Regions from separate parts of the Ovis aries genome. Here all the other regions are linked to region 2. The links are chromatin contacts, called in public Hi-C maps. All regions are on one chromosome and are shown on one strand. The core of a region is the stretch at or near the end of the contact, and the rest is flanking DNA. Distances in the headings are between cores, read along the strand shown.

Region 1 (4,812 bases), core at 1,176-3,675, 190 kb before region 2:
GGGACAGGATGAATGGCAGTGTCATTAATTGAGAGTGACATTGGGGGGAGAACAGATTAATGGGGAAGAGATGATGAGAACAGCACAGAACATGCAGAAGGTGAAGGACTTGCAGGACATCTAGAGGCAGATGTCTGGGAAAGAGAAGAACACGTGGGCCTGGAACTCAGCAAAGAGCAAAGAAAGTTCTCCCCAATCGTGGAGTGGTCACCATCTAGCTCCGTTACCCACAGAGCCTACTGCGGGGTGCCTGACACTTGGTTCTGGGAAACAGCAGGCTAGAGACTAGCTGGGCACAACCAAAGTCCTGCATAGAGGATAGGGCAGTGCCACCCAGTGGAGCCAGGAGATTGAGAACACAGGAGGACATGTTAGCCAGTAGGGTGGTCCTACTGATTTAGAGGAGCCTTGGGGCTTGGAAAAGAGTGACGGAAGACATGGCTACACAGGTAGGATGGCGAGGTCCTTGGAACCTTAGCACACAGCTTGGTCTAAAGAGCAAGTTCCCAGAAACTCCAGTGACCACGGTCTTTGTGGGATTTTTGTACACTTGTGGGCAGAACCTGTATTAACTCCTTAAGGAACTCTCTGAGGTTTGAGAACTCCCTCCTCTGCCATTCTTTCATCTTGAGATCTCTTTCCATTCATTTATTTCTTCAACAATTTTTGCTGAGAGATTAGCACTGTGCTGGATGGTGCATAAAGGATGGTGAACAAGACAGCCATGATCCCATCCTCATAGGGCTTGTAATCAAAAGTCACCCAAATAAATAATCACCAGTTTTGACAAATGCTAAGACATTCATAGGAAAGAAGGATAAAACATATCAGGGGTTCCCAATCTCTAGACTGGGAGATAGGCATTCCCAGTTGAGCTGGAAGAAGAAACTAAGGCCCAGATCAGGGTATGTGTGCCCATAGACACACAGTGAGTCGGGGCAGTGTTGGGACCAGAAGTGGTATTCTTGACTCCTGTATAAAGAACCTGGTTTCAGTCCTGGTATCCACCAGGACATATCCTCCCACTTCTCTCCTGCTTCCTTCTGATTCTGGGGCTATTCCCTTTAAAAAAGAAGTTTTAATCTGTAGCTTTGACATGTGATGGCCATAAGCCTCCCATGGTCCCCTCAAATCCCCTCCATGTAGGCTACAATCGAGTCAGGTTGACAGGGGCTGCTAGTCAGAGCCAGGTGACTGGAGAGTTGTGGACGGGGGAAGAATTGGTGGTTGTCAGCCTAGGAGTAGCTACAGAAGGGCCAGGCTAGAGAGGGCTGGGCCAGAGAAGCAGAATCTGCCAGGCTGGTAAGGGACAGGGCTCAAGAGCAGGCACTGAGAGGAAGAGAGAGTGAAGCAGAGGATGCTCTAATGCCAGGAAGTGACGTTGAGGGAATGAGGGATGGTGGGGGGTGGAGGATGAAAAATGGAGGGGAGGACAGAGCTGAGCCACATGGACAGGAGAAAGAACATTAGGGAAAAACTGCTCAGAGAGCTTTCAGCTCCAGGTCTCCCCCAGGTCCTGTCTCCTGCCTCCCTATTTCCACCTCTTGCAGTTCCTGTAGAGTGCTGAAGATAACACAGTAAAATTCTGGAGCCTGCTTGCTAGGGGGCAGGGTACCTTACTAACATTCTGGGCAGAGTGAGGTAGCCACAGAGCAGTGAAGGTGCTCTGGTCCCCAAGGACTTTGAGAGGTCATATGGTCCATCCCCCTGTCTCCCAATACTCATCATTCACAGACAGCTGAGAACATACAGAGATTTTCAGCTTCTTCTCATGGTCTTTCCTTCCCACAATCCCTGGCTGTGGGGAAGTTCTTCTCAAGATCTACCCTCTATCCATCCTGCTGCAGTCTCTGACTTGATTTCTCCTATTCTGTTCTCTGTGACTAGAGAAAATCCTCTGCTGGTTGATCACAACTGTTCCTTAGGAACTCCCCTTCGACATTCCTTCCTTATTAGTTGGTTCTTCGCAAGGGGTAACCCCAACCCCTCCTACTGCAGTCTCCGGCATCCCTTCCCTTGTCGCATCCTAAGCCTCCAAGGCAGAGATGCATCCCCAACCCCACCAGAAAATTAACAGAGACAAGGGAGGAAAAGGGCGAGGTCCAGGAGAAGGGTATCAATTAGGGAGATGGAGCTGGAGGTGATGCTCCGCGCAGATGAAGGAGAACCAGAGACGTCCCAGGGGGCAGGGATGGGGCAAGCGGGCCTCACCGGTATCCGGGTCTCCCAGGAAGGCATCTTCGTCCTTGCGGCCCCTCAGAGGGACCGCGGGCGCCGGCTCATCCTCCGGCAGCCTCGGGAAGCTGGTGATGCTCATGTAGTCCACCGGCGAGTAGGCGCCCAGGGCGCTCTCCTGACTGGCCTCGTTCTCCGCCGCCATCCTCGCCCGCGCCCCCCAGCAGCGCAGCGCCTGCCGGAAGTGCTGCGGCGGGGGCCGGGCGGGGGTGGGGGTGGGGGGGCCGGGGGAGGAGGAGGGCGGGGCCTAAGCTCCTGGACGGCCGGGAGGGGGCGCCTCAAACTCTGACCCAGGTGTCGGGGTTTGACGTGCCCCCTCCCGCTTAGCGTTATCAGCCTGCACCGGGCGCGTAGGTAGGGCTCAGGGTGTGGGTGCAGAAGCTGGAGGACGATCGGGGTCGCGCAGTGGGGAGTCAGGGGGGGAAGAGCATTCAGTAAACGCGACCTTAGTGGCTCGGGGCACCTCACGCAGCCCAGTGACCAAACCCCTTCTTCCTTCTAGTTTGAGCTAGAAACCTCCTCAGACTCCAGGTTCCCTCATCGGCTCGCAGTCCAGTTCACTGACTGCAAACCTCTCGTCGACCCCAGATGCTGTCTCTAATGCCAAACTTCTCGAACCTCAGACCCCTTCTTGAACTCCAAGATCTTTATTCTCCTATCTCATACTTCCTCCGACCGCAGAGCCCTCTTTCGACTTCAGATTCCGCCTTCATCAACCCCTCTGCCCCCAGCCCCAGCCCCCTAACTTCATCCACAACCTGCTTCATTTTGAGACCCTTCTTGGACGTCTCTCCTGGGTGGTCGGATCCTTCCCTGGACCACCCTCCTCAGCATTTCGCCAACTCCTCTTTCAATCACAATCCCTTCTGGGAACCCTGACCTATTAGCAAGTGTTGAACTCATGTTAGGATTTTAAAAGCGGGTCTCTAGATGGCATTCTAGCAATCATGATTTAGTTGGCTGGAATGGGATCTCTGGAACCTGCGTGTTTACCATTATTTAAAGAGTTTTTTATGTGGTTCTGGAAAGGACACTTTGAGAAAGAAGAAATGGTGGTGGTGATGATACGGCAGGAATGGGCTGGGGTGGGAGAGGGTAGGGAATGGGTCTATGGGTTCTTCTATTCCGTCTGTGACCACTTACAAACTGTAATCTTGGGTAAAGTACCTAATTTCGTTCCGTATGGGTTTCTTCATCTGTAAAATGGAGAGAATAATAGCAGCTGTCTCTGGTTGTGAAGATTAAATCGCATATGGAAAGTTTTTAGAATATGGCTTCACACCTACTTAACATAGTAAATGCCATAGTCTTTATCATCATTTCCTTAATCTCGTGGATTCTCATCTTGTCCAACGTGATCCAAATATTTCCCACTCTGACAAATTCCAACTACACCAGAGCTTGCTCTACTACCCAGTCTCCAAGGATGGAATGTTGGTTCCCTTTATTATCAGGCCTCTTGTCCAAATTTCCATTTAACAGTCTATCTGCCTGTCTTCCAGTACTCAGATGAGAATCACATTTTCCTTACCCTTTCCTGGACATGAAGAGAGTATCTGCTTTTTCTCATGGTCTCTTCTTTCCACAATCCCTGGCAGAGGGAGGGGGCTGGTTAAGACCTTGGCCACATATCCCCTCCTCCCCCAGCCTCAGGCTCCAGGCTTAGAGATGACTTTAACCCTGTGAAATCCCTTTGGGGTACAGCATCTGCCATGCCATCTGTAGACAGGAGAGGGCAGCAGTGTGTTGGGAAACCGCTCGAGCTTAAGAGAAGAGCTGGGAGGAGCAAGAGGTAGAGGGCTGCCCAAAATTTTGTGTGTGGGACTGGAAGAGGACTGTTTATACTAGGACCGTGTGCCCTTGGACTAGAACTATTTGCCATCACTTCATGGCAAATAAATGGGTAAACAATGGAAAGAGTAATAGACTATTTTCTTGGGCTCCAAAATCACCGCAGATGGTGATTGCAGCCATGAAATTAAAAGACGCTTGCTCCTTGGAAGAAAAGCTATGACCAACCAAGACAGCATATTAAAAAGCAGAGACATTACTTTGCCGACAAAGGCCCATCTAGTCAAAGCTATGATTTTTCCAGGAGTCATGTATGGATGTGAGAGTTGAACCATAAAGAAAACTGAACACTGAAGGATTGATGCTTTTCAACTGTGGTGTTGGAGAAGACTCTTGAGAGTCCCTTGGACCACAAGGAGGTCAAACCAGTCAATCCTAAAGGAAATCAGTTCTGAATATTCATTGGAAGGACTGATGCTGAAGTTGAAACTCCAATACTTTGGCCACCTGATGCAAAGAACTTACTCCTTAGAAAAGATCCTGATGCTGGGAAAGACTGAAGGCAGGAGGAGAAGGGGATGACAGAGGATGAGATGGTTGGATGGCATCACTGACTCAGTGAACATGAGTTTGAGCAAGCTCCAGAAGTTGGTGGTGGACAGGGAGGTCTGGCATGCTATAGTCTATGGGGTCACAAAGAGTTGGACATGACTAAGCGACTGAACTGAATTGAATTTAGGATGTGCTGGGCATGAGATTAGTTGGACGAAGAACAAGAGAGCAGGT
Region 2 (4,508 bases), core at 1,269-3,768:
ATAATCAAATTCATGGAAACAGAAAGTAGTAGAATGGTGGTTACCAGGGGCTGTGAGAAGGGGAAAAGAGTAGTTTAATGGCTCAAGTTTCAGATTTACAAGATGAAAAAATTCTGGAGATCTGCTTCACAACAATGTGACTACTTACTGACTGCACACTTAAAAATGAATGAGTTGGTAAACTTTACATTATGTGTTTAAAACGCAAAGAAGAAAATTTTAACCTGGTCTTTCCAAGTATTCCACAGGCCATAAGAGAATATACTCACTGTGTCATGGAAATACCTGTGAGGAAATCATTCACTCTGCAATGTGGGGGGAGGAAAAAGAGTGAAACAAGGACGAGATCAAAGAAAGCTACTAAGAAGGGACACATATGAAAGATGAAGATCCCCACTTGATCCTCACTATAGTTTTGGAAAGGAACCTCAGCCTCAACTTCTGATATAGCTCCCACACCTGTCTGTATACAACTTGATTACCATACTAATGGTCATAATTAATGTGGTAATCAATTATTACCACAGACTATAAATGGGGCTCAAGAACATTCCAGCACCTTCTATCCGATGAGTTCCTCCAGTCTCCTTCCACTCCAAGCCATCCAGCATTGGGTACAAATATGTGTAAAGAACTTAATTCTCTTTCATTCATTGAGTTAAAGAACTTTGGTGGTTCTCTATTGCTCTCAGAACACAGAAGATTATCAAGAAGAGTGCTTGGGAGCAAATTGCCTAATCTTTCTGAGCCTAAGTTTCTTCATCTGTGTTAAGAGATGAGTCCTGACACTTGATTCAAAAGACTTGAGAATGAAATAAAGACACAGTATAACTTGCACAATGCTTGATCCAAAGTATGTACTCAGTAAAGGTGAGTTGAGTTCCCTTTCTGCCCACTCCTACCTACTCAGGTCAGTAAGAGTCTTTGGGTTAAAGGACAGAGCAAGTATTTCCAGGATCTTAAGGCAGATAGAGAAGAATGCAAAGGGAAAAAAGTTGCTCATCTATGGTTATCTTATGGCAAGGAAAATACTGCTCACCCAGAACTGCTTCTTCATCTGTAACCCTATACAAACACACACACACACATATATGTGTATATATATATATATGTCCTTTTAACCATATAATATTAAAATGGCTCAAAACTAAGTTACTATGAAAAATCTCACTCTCATTCTCTCCCTCATCTACCCAATTCCCACTCCACCAACCACTTTATTAGTTTCCTGTACATACTTAAAAGTTTCTTTATGCAAAAGCTGTCCTTAAGTTAAGCTAATGTTTTACAGGAGTGTTTACAAGGTAACTTCTGGGAACAAGGTGAGGGGGAAGGGGAGGAGCAAGCAACCTTGGTCTTACTCATCCTGATTTACTCTAAAGCAGTGTCCTTCATTCATTAAAAAAAAAAAAAAAACTAATCATATAATAGCCACGTAGAGTAAGCTAGATAACAAGTACTGCATTAGTATTAACTGATTACTCTTCAGCTTTTTACTATGCACCAGAAATGCATTTAACGCTTTACACAATTGTCTTTGATCCTCACAACACCTTAACAGGTTGGTTACTAATTATCATCTTCATTTTACAAATGAGGAAACTGAGGCACAGAAAGGTAAACTTGCCCAATCAAGAGACAGCAGGGTTCTGAATCCAGGCCTGACTCCTGGAACCCTAGCTGTTAACCATGACGCTTTACACACGCAACACAGATACAGTCCCTGCACCCGTTGGAGCTCAGCCGAATGTAAGATACAGGCGAGAAAAAGAGAAGACAACAAAGAAATATGTAATTAGAGACTAAGAAAGTGATGTGAACCAAATGAATTCTGGGCTGTAACTGAATAACAATGGGGACCTACTTTAGAAGCGGGGGAGGGGTTATGTCAAGGAAAGGCCTCCGAGAGAATGACATTTATGATGACCTGGGAACCGTTTGGTGGCTGCAATGATGACCCACCGCCCAGTTCAACGCGGAGAAACTCGTGGCCCGTAGAGGCTAAAGCAAACTCGCCCAGGGTCCCCCAGACGTGCAGACGTGGCGCAAGGAAGGGAGGATCCAGGAGCTGGGCCCAGGACTCGTACACGCCATCAGTGCCCGATGCAGCCCAGCCCGGCTCGGTCCCTAACCCGGGGCCTCTAGCCCGCCGCTGCCCACTGCCCCGCCGCGGCTGACAGCGTCGGGACAGCCTTCAGAGAGGCCCAGCGACCGGCCAAGAGGGGTCAGGCCCGTACTGCGGCGGCCTGGAAAGGCCTCTTCCCCGGCCCCCCGCCAGCTCCCGCCCGGTCCACCCCGCCCCGCCCCTCCGGGCCGGCTTCATACCTGCACGGCCCGGGCCAGGCCCCGGCCGGTCAGCTGGCCCTGCCGCAGCTGCAGCAGAATGTTACCCGGCCGCGGCCGGCCGCCCCATCCGCCCCAAGCCGCCACCGTTGCCGCCGCCCGTCGCCCTCGGCCGGCCCCAGACCCAGCAGCCGCCGGCGCCGCCGCCATGTCTCCTCGTCCTACAAACAGGAAGCAAGCGGCCCCGGGGCCGCGGAGATTTCTACGGGGCGGCAGAGGGGTCGCCGCAGCGCCCCCAGTGGGCCGACGGCGGAGGCGCAGGCCGCGTGGCAGGGGCTGTGCGTGCCGCGGGGGCTGCTGGGAAATGTAGTCTTGCTCCCAAGCGGGCAGATGAGAGAGAGGCGTTTCTTGCGCCACTTGTCCTTTGGGCCCCTCGGTCCAGCATTTCACTGAGGTCCCTCCAGGTCGAAGACAAGTCCCTGCGTGCGCAGTCTCCCATTTCTTGCCAATTTGGGGAGGTTAGAGTCAAATGACTAGGAAAAGGTCTTGGGTTCCAGACCAGGAATCAGGCCGCCTGTTCTGATTCCCACCTGCTTCTTTCTGCTGAGACTCGCCACGGACCTCCCCGAGCCTCATTTTCCCGAGTTCATTCAATCGGTAGTTCCTGGGAGCCTATTCAGCCAATACATAGTTCCTTGGAGCCAGCTCTGCGCCCAGCACCGAGCGGTCCCTGGAAAAGCAGTGGTGAGCAGAGAAGATAACTAGGTCCCTGTTTTGGAATGCGAGTTACAGGGGAAGACAGCACATCCCTACTCAGACGCACAGTAGGGTAAGTTGTGTAACTTGGTAGGTTGCTGTGAAGTTAAATGAAATAAGGGAAGGGGAAATGGTTGGTAAATTGTGACATCATATTCACTGTCAGAGGAAACCTGACCTGATTTCTCCCCACCAGGATGTTCTTACTCTACTCTGAGCCCAAATAATCATGCTTTGGGCAAACTTCTGTGGTAGGATCGTGGCGTCTCCTTTTCTTTTTTCGTTCTGGGAGGGGGTCTTGTATTAATAACATAAATGAAAGAGGAATGCTGGGTGTGGTGCAATAAGGAATGGTAGAGATTGTAACTCATAATTTATTGCCCAAACCAGAACATTTTTGAGAATGAAAGAGTGCTATTAATTACAACAGGACAGTAAGCATATAAAGCGGCTGTTTCTGGTAACCTGGGATTGTGGTCATCATCCTCATTCCCATCTGCAGGGAGTGGGCTCTACTCGCCTCCAGCAGGTTGTTGCTGAATTGTCTGGTTTTTTCCAGAAAGGCCAAAAGTCTGAATTTTTATGTGAAATTACCCAATTTTGAAAACCCCATGGGCCAAATAAAACCCTATTTGTGACCCCTGAAACAAGGAGATCAAGATCAGATTCAGGTATGCATGGAAACTTAACATGTGGTAAGGGAGACATTTCAAATCAATGGGGAAAGAAAAAAAAAAAAAAGTTAGGTGTTGAACTTTACACCAAAAGCTAAAATGAATCTCAGACATACTAAAAGCTGTATGTAACAAAATCAAAGTACAGTTTTAAAGCTGGATTGTGCTAATGGTTATACAACCATAAGTTGGCTACAAATCATTAGACTCAAAGTGGGTGAGTTTTATTGTATGTAAATTATACCTCATAAACTTATGAAATGTAAATTATATATGTTAAAAATCAAAGTATAAAAACAGTAGAAGTGAATCTATGGGACTACTTTTATGATTTGGGGGTATGAAAGTTCTTCTCAATCATATAGCCCAGAAGTCATGAAGAGGAAAAGATTGACAAGTTTGACCGTAACAATATTAAAGCCTTCTGTATAAGACACTGTAGTGTTAGTTGCTCGTTCATGTCCAACTCTTTTCGACCCTTTGGACTGTAGCCTGCCAGGCTCCTCTGTCCATGGGATTCTCCAGGCAAGCATACTGGAGTGGGTTGCCATTTCCTTCTCCAGGGGATCTTCCCACCCTGGGGATTGAGCTTAGGTTTCTCACATTGCAGACAGATTCTTTACTGTCTGAGCCACCAGGGAAGCCCCATAAGACAGCAGGCTGCTGCTGATAAGTTGCTTCAGTCGTGTCCAACTCTGTGCGACCCCATAGATGGCAGCCCACCAGGCTCCGCCGTCCCTGGGATTCTCCAAGCAAGAATGCTGGAGTGGGTTGCCATTTCCTTCTCCAGTGCAT
Region 3 (4,275 bases), core at 559-3,058, 160 kb after region 2:
CTCTAGCCTTGGGCTGACAGGGTGGCGGCCTGCTCCTGTGTTGCAGTTGGTTGTCAGGGAAGCCGACTCTGGGACAGTGTTTGGGATGCAGGATTTTTTTTTTTTTTAGGTTGTTTTGATATGGACCATTTAAAAGTCTTTGTTGGATTTGTTACAATATTGCTTCTGTTATATGTTTTGGCCTTTTGGCCCCGAGGCACATGGGCTCCTAGTCCCCAGCCAGGGATCGAACCTGTGCCCTCTACATTGCAAGGCGAAGTCTTAACCACTTCTGCTAGGGTAGTCCTGCGATGCAGGATTTTGACTAGGATGCACCTTTGGGACCCACATCTCTGCGAAGGAGGAAAGGGAGGCCTGGCAGGGCAAGAGGAGAAGACATTAATGAGTAGCAACTAGGCCCACTAGAGGGACTTCTCCGGTGACTCAGGTGGTAAAGAATCTGCCTGCGATGCAGGACACCCGAGTTTGATCCCTGGGTTGGGGCGATCCCCCCGGAGAAGGAAATGGCAACCCACTTCCGTATTCTTGCCTGGAGAATCCCATGGACAGGGGAGCCTGGTGGGCTGTAGTCATGGGATCACAGAGACTACTGGGCAACAAGCAATACTAATAGGCCCACTGCAGACCTGGCCACCCCCGCAGAGAGCTCTGGAACTAGAACAGCCTGTGAGAGTTGTCCCACTTGGGCCCCGAATGGCGGGAACTTTATTCAGTCCCTGGACAAAGGAGGCCATGACCTTGGGGGAGCTGTCTGGAGCTGAGGTCATCCCCAGAAAGGCTAACAGGTGAAAACTGCCTGCTGAGCACACTCCCAGCCCCCAGGACGAGAAGCCTCCACTGATGGGGTTCTGGGCAGCGTGTCTCCAGCACTCTGGGGGATTGTGGAGGGCTGCCCCACCCCACCCGCCTTGTGGATTCTCCCCAGCAAGCTTTGAGCTCTGACCAAGAATCAGGCAACAGAGGTCCACCCCAGTCCTGCTCTGACTGTGAGGATCAAAGAAAGTTACTAGGCCTTCCTTAAGACTCTGTCTATCTCAGATCTACTTAACAGGAGTTGTGAAAGTCAAAATAAGGTTTAAAAAGCTGGGTGTGAAAGTGTTTTGTAAGACACCTAAAAAAAGCAAATCTTCTCTAGCTTTTGAACCATCTTTTACGTATCATGTTCATTCTTCTGTACCCTTGGATCCTCAGCTGAATGATTCCTAAGCAAGTCTGGGTTTTATCATTCCCATTGACACATAAGAAAACTGAGGCCCTGGGAAGTTACAGGCCTCGCCCAGAGTGCCTACCAACCAGGACTGCAGTGGGACAAGGTGCCAGTGTGCAGAGGAGGGCTTTTTTCCACACTTGGCCTGTTGAGCTACCATTTAATCAACATCAGCTATGTGCCCTGTACTGTTCTAGGCACTATCATCTTTCCCTTCATTATTACCTGGCTCAGATGGCAAAGAATCTGCCTTGGACACCGGAGACCTGAGTTTGACCCCTGGGTTGGGAAGATCCCCTGGAGGAGGGCATGGCAACCCACTCCAGTATTTTTGCCTAGAGAATCCCATGGACAGAGGAGCCTGGTGGGCTACAGTCCACGGGGTTGCAGAGTCGGACACAACTGATCGACTAAGCACACGACAGTGCAGGTGAGGCTCTTCAAGTATTGAGCCCCAGGTCAAGCAACTGTAAGAGGATGAACCTGAATTCACAGCCAGGGCTTGGGGGAATTTCCACAGCTTGCTTCCCATGGTCCTCGCCCTGCTTGCCAGCTGGAGCCAGCCATGAGGCGGGCACTCCGCCCGGCATCAATGAGCGCCCCCTGCTGCCCAACCTCAGGAAGGGCCCCTCTGATGTCAGTAACTCTCCTCTGCCCTCCTGTGGTCAACTCAGGCACCGCACCATCCTTTCCAGCTCCACGCTGCCTCCTCTTCCCCCTAGGCCTGTCCATCAGCTCTGTCTTGCGACCCCTTGGGCAACAAGAGCCATTGGATGACTTATTGAAGAGAGGTGATGAGCATCCTGGCTTCAGCATTGGGCTCCGAAATTTAGATGCAGTAAATGGACAGACTTCATGGAGTCTTGCAAGGGGGGGACCAGGGGAAGGTGTTGGGTTGTTGCGGCCCGAGACCCAGGGCTGAGATCACTGGGTTCAAAGGCTATGCCTCTTTCTTTCCTCATCTTAACCTCCAGGATCGCTGGTTCTGGCGCCTGCGCAATAACCGGGTGCAGGAAGGCTACCCCATGCAGATTGAGCAGTTCTGGAAGGGCCTGCCCGCCCGCATAGACGCAGCCTATGAAAGGGCGGATGGAAGATTTGTCTTCTTCAAAGGTAACATGGTCTGTGCGGAGGGGTGGGACAGTTTCCTTCTCTTTTCAGGACACCCTTTCTCCACCTTTGAAGAGGCAAGACGGGGCTGGGAGGGTGGGGTGCGGGGGGTGAGGGTGGATCTCCTGCAAAGGTCTTTCTAGCCCTAACACTGACATCTAACTGGATGGACCTCTGCAGGCAGGGCAGTTAAGTCAGGGAGTGACCGCTGAGGGTTTCTATGTGCCAGAGTTGGTGGGGTGACAAGCCTCACCCACACAGGGTAGAGGATGGTGGACAACTGAAGGGCATCCATGCTCCATGGGAGGCCACCGCGTGAGCTCTGTAACAGCCTGGAGGGAGGGGGCCGCACAGGCTGGAGAAATCAGGGAATGCGGGAGGGGAGCTAGCTGTCCAGCTCACCCAGCTTGTGCTGGGTTGTTTCACTTCAGTTATCTTGACTTGGCCAGGCCTCAGAAGGATAAGATACAGCTAGCAAGAAGCGAGGGAAGCATTCCAAGGGGAAGGAAGAGCATGCCCAAAGGAGTAGTTCAAGTCCTTTGGAAAGCCCACTGAATGGCCTTGGAGTGCCGCGCGAGAGCCACACCTGGAAGGGTGGTTTAGGGGAGCGACCCGAGAGCCCTGGCTGCCCAGCCAGACTGTGGTCTCGATCCATTAGGTCAGTGCTAGCATTCACTCTCTGTGAGCAGCAGAGAGCCAGAGGGCAGGCGGCAATCGGGGCAGAGGTAAGAGGCCATTTCTGGAGTTGAGGAGGGCGATGTCTCTAAGGCTTGTGCCGGGAGGAGCAGTGAGGTCAGGAGATGGAAAAGGCCTTGCAAGAGGCTGAGTGCTGAGAGGAGGAGGAAAGAGGACCAAGGATGCCACATTTTTGGGGATGCTGCAGGGCAGAGAGGTGGTGAGGGAGGGAGCCCTCGCGGTGGAGATGAGGAACTCTGGAAGCAGACCTGGAAATTCCCAGAGGTCGGTGGGCAATCAGGGTCTTGGGCCTGGGGCCCAGGTCCACTGGGAGAGCAGCCATGGGCCACAGCCTCAGAGCTGGGTGTCACTGGTAGAAGGTGAGTACTTGTGTGTGTGTGAAGCCAGGAGAGGCTGAGGTCACCCAGAAAGGATTAAGGAGCAAGTCACATGAAACGGAAAGAGGGTGGGGCACAGAGCCGGGGCAGCGTGGGGCGAGTTGCCCAGGACCTGACACCAGATTCCGGCTTCTTGCCCTCTAAGCTCTGCCTGGGCCAAGGGGCCCCAGCCGCCCCCGCCAGGGGGATCAAGCAGGCCTAGGGCTGTTTCCCCTTGACACTGGCTTCATGAATGACTTCAGTCCCAGTAGATGATGGGCAAGTGGATCTAAGCACAATCTCCGGCATTGAATGACTGAGAAAAGCTAATCCTGGGCTCCTCTTGGCCACAGGTGACAAGTACTGGGTGTTTAAGGAGGTGACGGTGGAGCCTGGATACCCCCACAGCCTGGGGGAGCTGGGCAGCTGTCTGCCCCGAGAAGGCATTGACACGGCTCTGCGCTGGGAACCTGTGGGCAAGACCTACTTTTTCAAAGGCGAGCGGTACTGGCGCTACAGCGAGGAGCGGCGGGCCACGGACCCTGGCTACCCCAAGCCCATCACCGTGTGGAAGGGCATCCCCCAGGCTCCCCAAGGGGCCTTCATCAGCAAGGAAGGATGTACGTAAGAACCCGGCCGGGTTTGGGGGGATCTGGTTTAGTGTAGGCCTCATCAGGGCCCGCCCACTGGAGGCGTACTCTCATGATATCTAGGTTTGAAAAATATCATCTGGTGGCAAAGACAACTGCCTCATATCGACCGACATTCACAGTCACTTAATCTTCTCTTAACAGCTGCCAAGTCACAGTTTCTCATGTCCAGGTATCATTCACAACTGAGAGAGGCTTTCATAGACTGACTTCATTCCCTCCGGCAGCATTTCCCAAGCAGAGGTCCTCGGGAGTA

Evidence for each region. A called contact is a pair of places that touch in the nucleus more often than the background predicts.
Region 1: a contact with region 2 is called in a Hi-C map of liver, with 5 times the contacts expected there. The contact joins the promoter of GGT7 here to the promoter of TRPC4AP in region 2. A contact is called at or near these places in 5 of 16 Hi-C or Micro-C datasets (hypothalamus, liver, muscle and 1 more).
Region 3: a contact with region 2 is called in a Hi-C map of hypothalamus, with 2.9 times the contacts expected there. The contact joins the enhancer-like site here to the promoter of TRPC4AP in region 2. A contact is called at or near these places in 2 of 16 Hi-C or Micro-C datasets (hypothalamus and skin fibroblasts).

What each region holds. Positions count from the first base shown.
Region 1 is chr13:64,175,339-64,180,150 of ARS-UI_Ramb_v3.0, forward strand. It overlaps GGT7 (gamma-glutamyltransferase 7), which reads right to left and starts at 2,426. Exons shown (of 15, transcript XM_042230077.2): 1 at 2,212-2,426. The coding sequence starts at 2,380.
Region 2 is chr13:64,361,755-64,366,262 of ARS-UI_Ramb_v3.0, forward strand. It overlaps TRPC4AP (transient receptor potential cation channel subfamily C member 4 associated protein), which reads right to left and starts at 2,519. Exons shown (of 19, transcript XM_004014517.5): 1 at 2,326-2,519. The coding sequence starts at 2,493. LOC121816212 (a long non-coding RNA gene) reads left to right here and starts at 2,652. Exons shown (of 3, transcript XR_009596102.1): 1 at 2,652-3,112; 2 at 4,425-4,508.
Region 3 is chr13:64,525,048-64,529,322 of ARS-UI_Ramb_v3.0, forward strand. It overlaps MMP24 (matrix metallopeptidase 24), which reads left to right. Exons shown (of 10, transcript XM_027977120.2): 8 at 2,182-2,320; 9 at 3,723-3,989. Among named protein-coding and RNA genes, the nearest start is that of MMP24OS, 7.6 kb to the right of the region's middle. Within about 2 kb of position 1,809, at least 6 of the 54 cell types and tissues checked have an H3K27ac peak or open chromatin away from gene starts, as enhancers often do. A contact at or near this core is called in hypothalamus, where this site is marked.